Linked DNA regions of Sus scrofa: region 2 is linked to region 1. The links are chromatin contacts, called in public Hi-C maps. All regions are on one chromosome and are shown on one strand. The core of a region is the stretch at or near the end of the contact, and the rest is flanking DNA. Distances in the headings are between cores, read along the strand shown.

Evidence for each region. Hi-C and Micro-C count contacts between places; a contact is called where the count stands out from the background.
Region 2: a Hi-C map of omental adipose tissue shows a contact between it and region 1, with 2.6 times the contacts expected there. The contact joins two enhancer-like sites. A contact is called at or near these places in 2 of 5 promoter capture datasets (fetal liver and liver), 19 of 47 Hi-C or Micro-C datasets (alveolar macrophages, brain, embryonic fibroblasts and 10 more) and 1 of 2 datasets of contacts at active chromatin or transcription factors (skeletal muscle).

The regions. Positions count from the first base shown.
Region 1 is chr3:126,385,154-126,387,802 of Sscrofa11.1, forward strand. No RefSeq gene overlaps it. Among named protein-coding and RNA genes, the nearest start is that of CYS1, 12 kb to the right of the region's middle. Within about 2 kb of position 1,313, at least 16 of the 83 cell types and tissues checked have an H3K27ac peak or open chromatin away from gene starts, as enhancers often do. A contact at or near this core is called in omental adipose tissue, where this site is marked.
Region 2 is chr3:126,609,198-126,611,846 of Sscrofa11.1, forward strand. No RefSeq gene overlaps it. Among named protein-coding and RNA genes, the nearest start is that of TAF1B, 24 kb to the left of the region's middle. Within about 2 kb of position 1,359, at least 2 of the 83 cell types and tissues checked have an H3K27ac peak or open chromatin away from gene starts, as enhancers often do. A contact at or near this core is called in omental adipose tissue, where this site is marked.

The DNA.
Region 1 (2,649 bases), core at 63-2,562:
AGCAGAGGTTTAATTTAAAATAAGACTCCCTAGGAGTTCCCTTTGTGGCTCAGGGGTTAACGAACCCAACTAGGATCCATGAGGATGAGGGTTCGATCCCTGGCCTTGCTCAGTGGGTTAAGGAGCCAGCGTAGCCTGAGCTGTGGTGTAGGTCACAGACGCGGCTCAGATTCTGCATTGCTGTGGCTGTGGCGTAGGCTGGTGGCTACAGCTCCAATTCGACCCCTAGCCTGGAAATCTCCATATGCCAAAGGAGTGGCCCTAGAAAAGGCAAAAAGACCCCCAAAAAAATTTTTTTTTAATAACAATAAAATAAAATCAGCCTTCCTAGCTTGATGGAATGGGAGGGGGTGAGACGTGGACAGATGAGACCTGGGCAGCTTTCCGGAAGAGGGACACAGACACAGTCAGTGCAAAGGCCCTGAGGTGCCTGTGTGTCTGGCACAGCTGAGGCTGAGCCTGGGGTCCAGGGAAGATGCAGAGGGATGAAAAGGGGCCGTGGAGGTGCTCGGAAGAGGCCGTCTTCTAGACATGTGGTTGGAAGGTTTAAAGGCGGGATATGAGAGGAGCCAAGGAGGACTCCTGGGGACTGGGGAAGTGGGATGGCAGAGACGTCAGGACGAAGCTGGAGCACTGAGAAGAGGCCAGCTGTTCCCTCCTCTGCTGCGCCTGGCCCCGTGGACCTTCACTCAGTGGTCTGTGTGGCACGCCTGTGCCCGAGTGGGAGGGACAAAGACATGAGGCAGGATGACAAAATTACTCTATGATATATCAGGATATGAAAGCCAGAGCCTCCTTTAATTTTCACAAAGAAAAATACACAATTTTGGAGTTCCCGCTGTGACCCAGTAGGCTAAGAATCTGACCGCAACGGCTCAAGTGGCTGTGGAGGTGCAGGTTCGATCCCCAGACCGGCACGGTGGGTTAAAAGGATCCAGCGTTACAGCAGCTGTGGCTCGGATTCAAGCCCTGGTCCAGGAACTCCCATAGGCCCTGGGTGTGGCCATGACATTCTTTTACAAAGAAAAATACAAAATTTTAATACTGTTTTCTTTTGAGATAATTCCGGCTTTCCAGGAGTCAGGGCCGAGTTTCCACACCCCACCCAACTTCCCCTGCTTATAAGGCCTGGCATGACCACAGTACCCTGGGTGTCTCGGAAAACAAGACACTAACTTTGGTGCAATGCTACTAACTAGACTGCAGGCTTTACCCACAGTTCCCGAGTGTGCCCTCACTGCTGTTTTTGTGATACAGGACCCCTCCCTGTGTTTTGCGGTCCTACCTCCCTACTCTCTTCCAGTCTTGGTCTCCTTGGCAATTGCCTGGCACCTGCTTCACTCCTCCGCGGGCCCAGGTCTGGGCAGGAGTCTGGGGCCCGGGGGGAGCTCTGGCCACCCGCCCAGGGAGCCAGACCCAGAGCGGAGCTGTGGAAGCTGAGTCTCTGCCTGATCTGGGCCACCGCCCTGGTGCCCAGCTCCCTGCAGCTCTTAGCCCAGGAATTGCCCATCCCCGGTCACCATGGCCACTTCTGATCAACAGAACTGGGTCCGGGAGGCTTGTCTGGCCCGTTTCCCCAACAACACAGAGCGGGGCGGGGGGGGGTGGTTCCTGAACTCCATCAGGATCCAAGCACTGGCTGAAATTTGCTCTGAGGCTGAAGGACACTGCAGCCGGTCAGGAGAAGCCCGTCTGTCCCTACTTGCCCCCCCCCCCAGCCCCCTTTACCTGCTTTCACCCTAACTACTGACCCAGAGTCCGCAGTGTGCCACCAGAGAGTGACCCGGGATGGCTGGGTTTTGACGCTAAGACCACAGCTCTCAGATCCTTGCCAGGGGACCCTAAATCAGTCACGGCCTTCTTTAGGACTCGTTATGAGCATGCGTGACCCAGGGCCCCTTCCAGGGCTGGCAGCCACTGTTAAGTCAGGAAGAGGCGGATGGCCTGGTTACCATGGCAACCAAAGTTTGCTTTCAGGGCAGCTGGTGTTCAGATCTTTGGACTCAGAGATGCGTGATGTTATGACGGTGGAGGCTCCAGGCGCATTCAGATAAATCTCTCCTGCACTTCGCTGCTAGAGGGAGGCACACGGGTGCCAGGTTCAAAACTCAAAGACAGGCCGAGTCTTTTCAGGGGCCAGAAGATGCTATTACAGCCCTGGTCTGGGCATGAGGCTCCTCAGAGGACAGGAACACATGCTTTACAACTGCCACCAAAGCCATTTGTGTCACTGTCCACTGCTCCGCTAGTGAGGGTGGCTCGTTGGTGGTGAGGGATGGCCAGGACCCAAGATACCTGCGCTCAGCATTAGGACAGGTGTGGGCGGGGGGTGGGCTCTGCACGAGACCGCCTGAGGCTCCAGCACTGATCAGCTGTGTGACTGGGGGCAAGTATCTTGGGCTCTCTGAGCTCAGTGCCCTGTCCATCAAATGGGGGAACCACAGAATCTATTCCACGATGCTGCCAAGGGTTAAACCATCAGAACCTCCGAGTGCCCAGGACACCACCCTCTCAGTAAATGACAGCGCTCAAGTCCTTTCCAGGGGACCCCAGAGCTGTCACTTTGCCTTCTTTAGGACTCTGATGTGAGCATGCGTGACCCAGGGCCCCTGCCAGTGCTGACTCTGCACCTCCCGGGTTTGGCATGCA
Region 2 (2,649 bases), core at 109-2,608, 220 kb after region 1:
TTTCAGCTGGGCCTGAAAATCAAAACGACATAAGACAGATCCACAGGGAGTTCCCATTGTGGCTCAGCAGGTTAAGGATCCGAAATTGTCTCTCTGAGGATCGGGGTTAGATCCCTGTCCTCACGCAGTGGGTTAAGGGTCCCATATTGCCTCGAGCCATGGCATAGGTGCAGATGCTGCTTGGATCTGGTGTTGTCGTGGCTGTGGCGTAGGCTGCAGCTGCAGCTGCAGCTCCGATTCGACCCTGGCCCAGGAAATTCCATATGCCGCAGGTGCAGCTGAAAAAAAAAAAACACAGATCAACAGGAGAAAAGCATATGGATTTATTTGACAGAAGTTTTATGTGACATAGGAGCCCCCAAAGGAAATGGAGACCGCAAGTGGCAAAACCTCTGTACCTAATGAGACAGAACAGAGAGAAGAAATTGTGGAAAAGGAACTACAATATATGGAGAAGCTAAAGGAAAATAAGAGTGATTTTTTTTTTTTTGGTCTTTTATCCTTTTAGGGCTGCACCTGCAGCATATGGAGGTTCCCAGGCTAGGGGTCCGATTGGAGCTGCAGCTGCGGGCCTACACCACAGCCGCAGCAATGCAGGATCCTTAACCCACCGAGCGAAGCCAGGAATCGAACCTGCAACCTCATGATTCCTAGTTGGATTCATTTCTGCTGTGCCACGACGGGAACGCCTAAGAGTGATTTTAATAAGGCACAGAACTCTCTGCTCGAGACTGCCCGTCCGTGATGATAAGCACGTTACATTCTCACAAGCGTGGAGGGAGGGCATTTTTCACGTGGGAATTCATCTTTTACTTTTCAGAACGAGAGGGAAAGTTAGGGCGTTCGCCCATCTGCTGTTTTTCAAGTGCCTTTAACTGAAAAGAATCAACCTGCCAGAGTGGCATATTTTGGGATGGCGCGTTCTGACGTCTTCCTTCACTCAATGGCGATGGGCCAGGTCTTTCCAACCAGCGATCATCGCATTGGGCCCTGGCCTGCGCTCCACCGCCACGAAGTGCTCCCCCCACGTTGCCTGCTTAGGTGTGAGTCTCCTTAACCGTGGGGTACAGGCTGGAAGACAGAGAGGCTGTGAGAGTCCCCCCAAGACAGCATGCGGGGGGCATGGGTACTGAGGGCCAGACTCATCTCAAATTCACATGGCCCCTGCCCCTGGGCGGCACGCTGCCCTGAGTCTGTGCGTCTTTACGAGTCACGAAGGAGGAAACCCCAACAGAGATGGAGCGACTTCCCCAGGTCCACGCAGCCAGTGAAGGCCGCTAAGGGCCAGAACCTGGGTGCGTCCAAGTTGAACACAAGCTCCTAAGGCCGCCCCCTCGTCCAGCGCCTGGAGGATCGGGGAGTCTGTCCAGGAGCCAGCATTCTGATCCCGTGACTTCATCCGTGATTTCAGTCTTGGGCTCCTGGGGCAGCCTCCTCCGTTTGCTCTCATGACCTCACCTCTTCTCTCTTAACCCCGAAGCCAGAACACGTGGCATGAACTGACTCTCTTCTGCAGGACTCTGGACAAGCCCTTGGCCGCTCTGGGAGCGGCTTCCTGGTCTGTGAAGGGAGAAGCCTGCTGAGGACCCTGCGTTGTGATATCCTATGCTCCAGTGTACGCTGGTGTGTCCCCCTCAGACCAAAGCCAGTGTGAAAAACAAAGCCAAAAATCCCTGCTCTGCTTCTGAAGAATCATTGGAAGTATCAAGGAAGAATTGGATCCCGATTGGCCAGGAGTCAAGTAGGCCCTTGAGACCCATTCTAGAAACTTCTAAAAGTCCCAGATTCACAAAGGCCAGCAGGGCACATAACTTCTCTTATCAACAAATGCCGAAAACCAGACCTGAAAACATCCCGGGATCCCCTGGAGCTTTAGTGAGCACAGCGTTGCTGCACAGGATCCACCTGGGAGACCCTGGCTCTGGGCGCAGCCACCCAGCGGCACTTCCAGAAAATGACACACGGCCATGGGTGGTGTGGCTTCCAGGGTGGCACGTGCAAACCAGACTCTGAAGGCAGGAAGCCACCTGGGAGACTTGGGGCCTGCAACCTGGATATCCTCACTCCCAGCAGCCAAGAAGCCTTTTGCCATATTTCTTAACAATATTTCAGAGTTCCTGTCGTGGTGCAGCGGAAGCAAGCCTGACTGCGGTCCATGGGGATGTGGCTTTGATCCTTACCCTGTGGGTGTCCGGGGGTGGAACGGCTGGGTCCTCTCCGGGATGACCCTAATTTGAGAATCAGATGAAGGAACCAGATTGAGGGTTTCCAACTCAATCCGGGGGTTGGATGGACCAGGTCGTGCTTCCACCACACACTTTGAGGGGCCTCTACCCCCCTTCCTGCCCCTCCCCGGCCCTTGGTTCCTTCAGCCCTTTGCTGGGAAATCAACCTTTTATTACCCGGGTTTCCTTTTCTCTGGTTACTGATGCGTTTCAAAGAATATGCTTGCTTGCCTTTGATGTCTCTTTTGCGAAATGCCAGTGTATCTTGGAGTAGATTATACGGAGTTAGGTAAAGAACAATTTGATTTTTTTTCTTCTTAGAGTGAGCCAGCTTTCCCAATACCATTTATCTTTGATAAAATCTATCATTTCCTTATTGGTTAGTGATGCCAACTTATCTCATATTAAGTTGCCAAATAAAGAT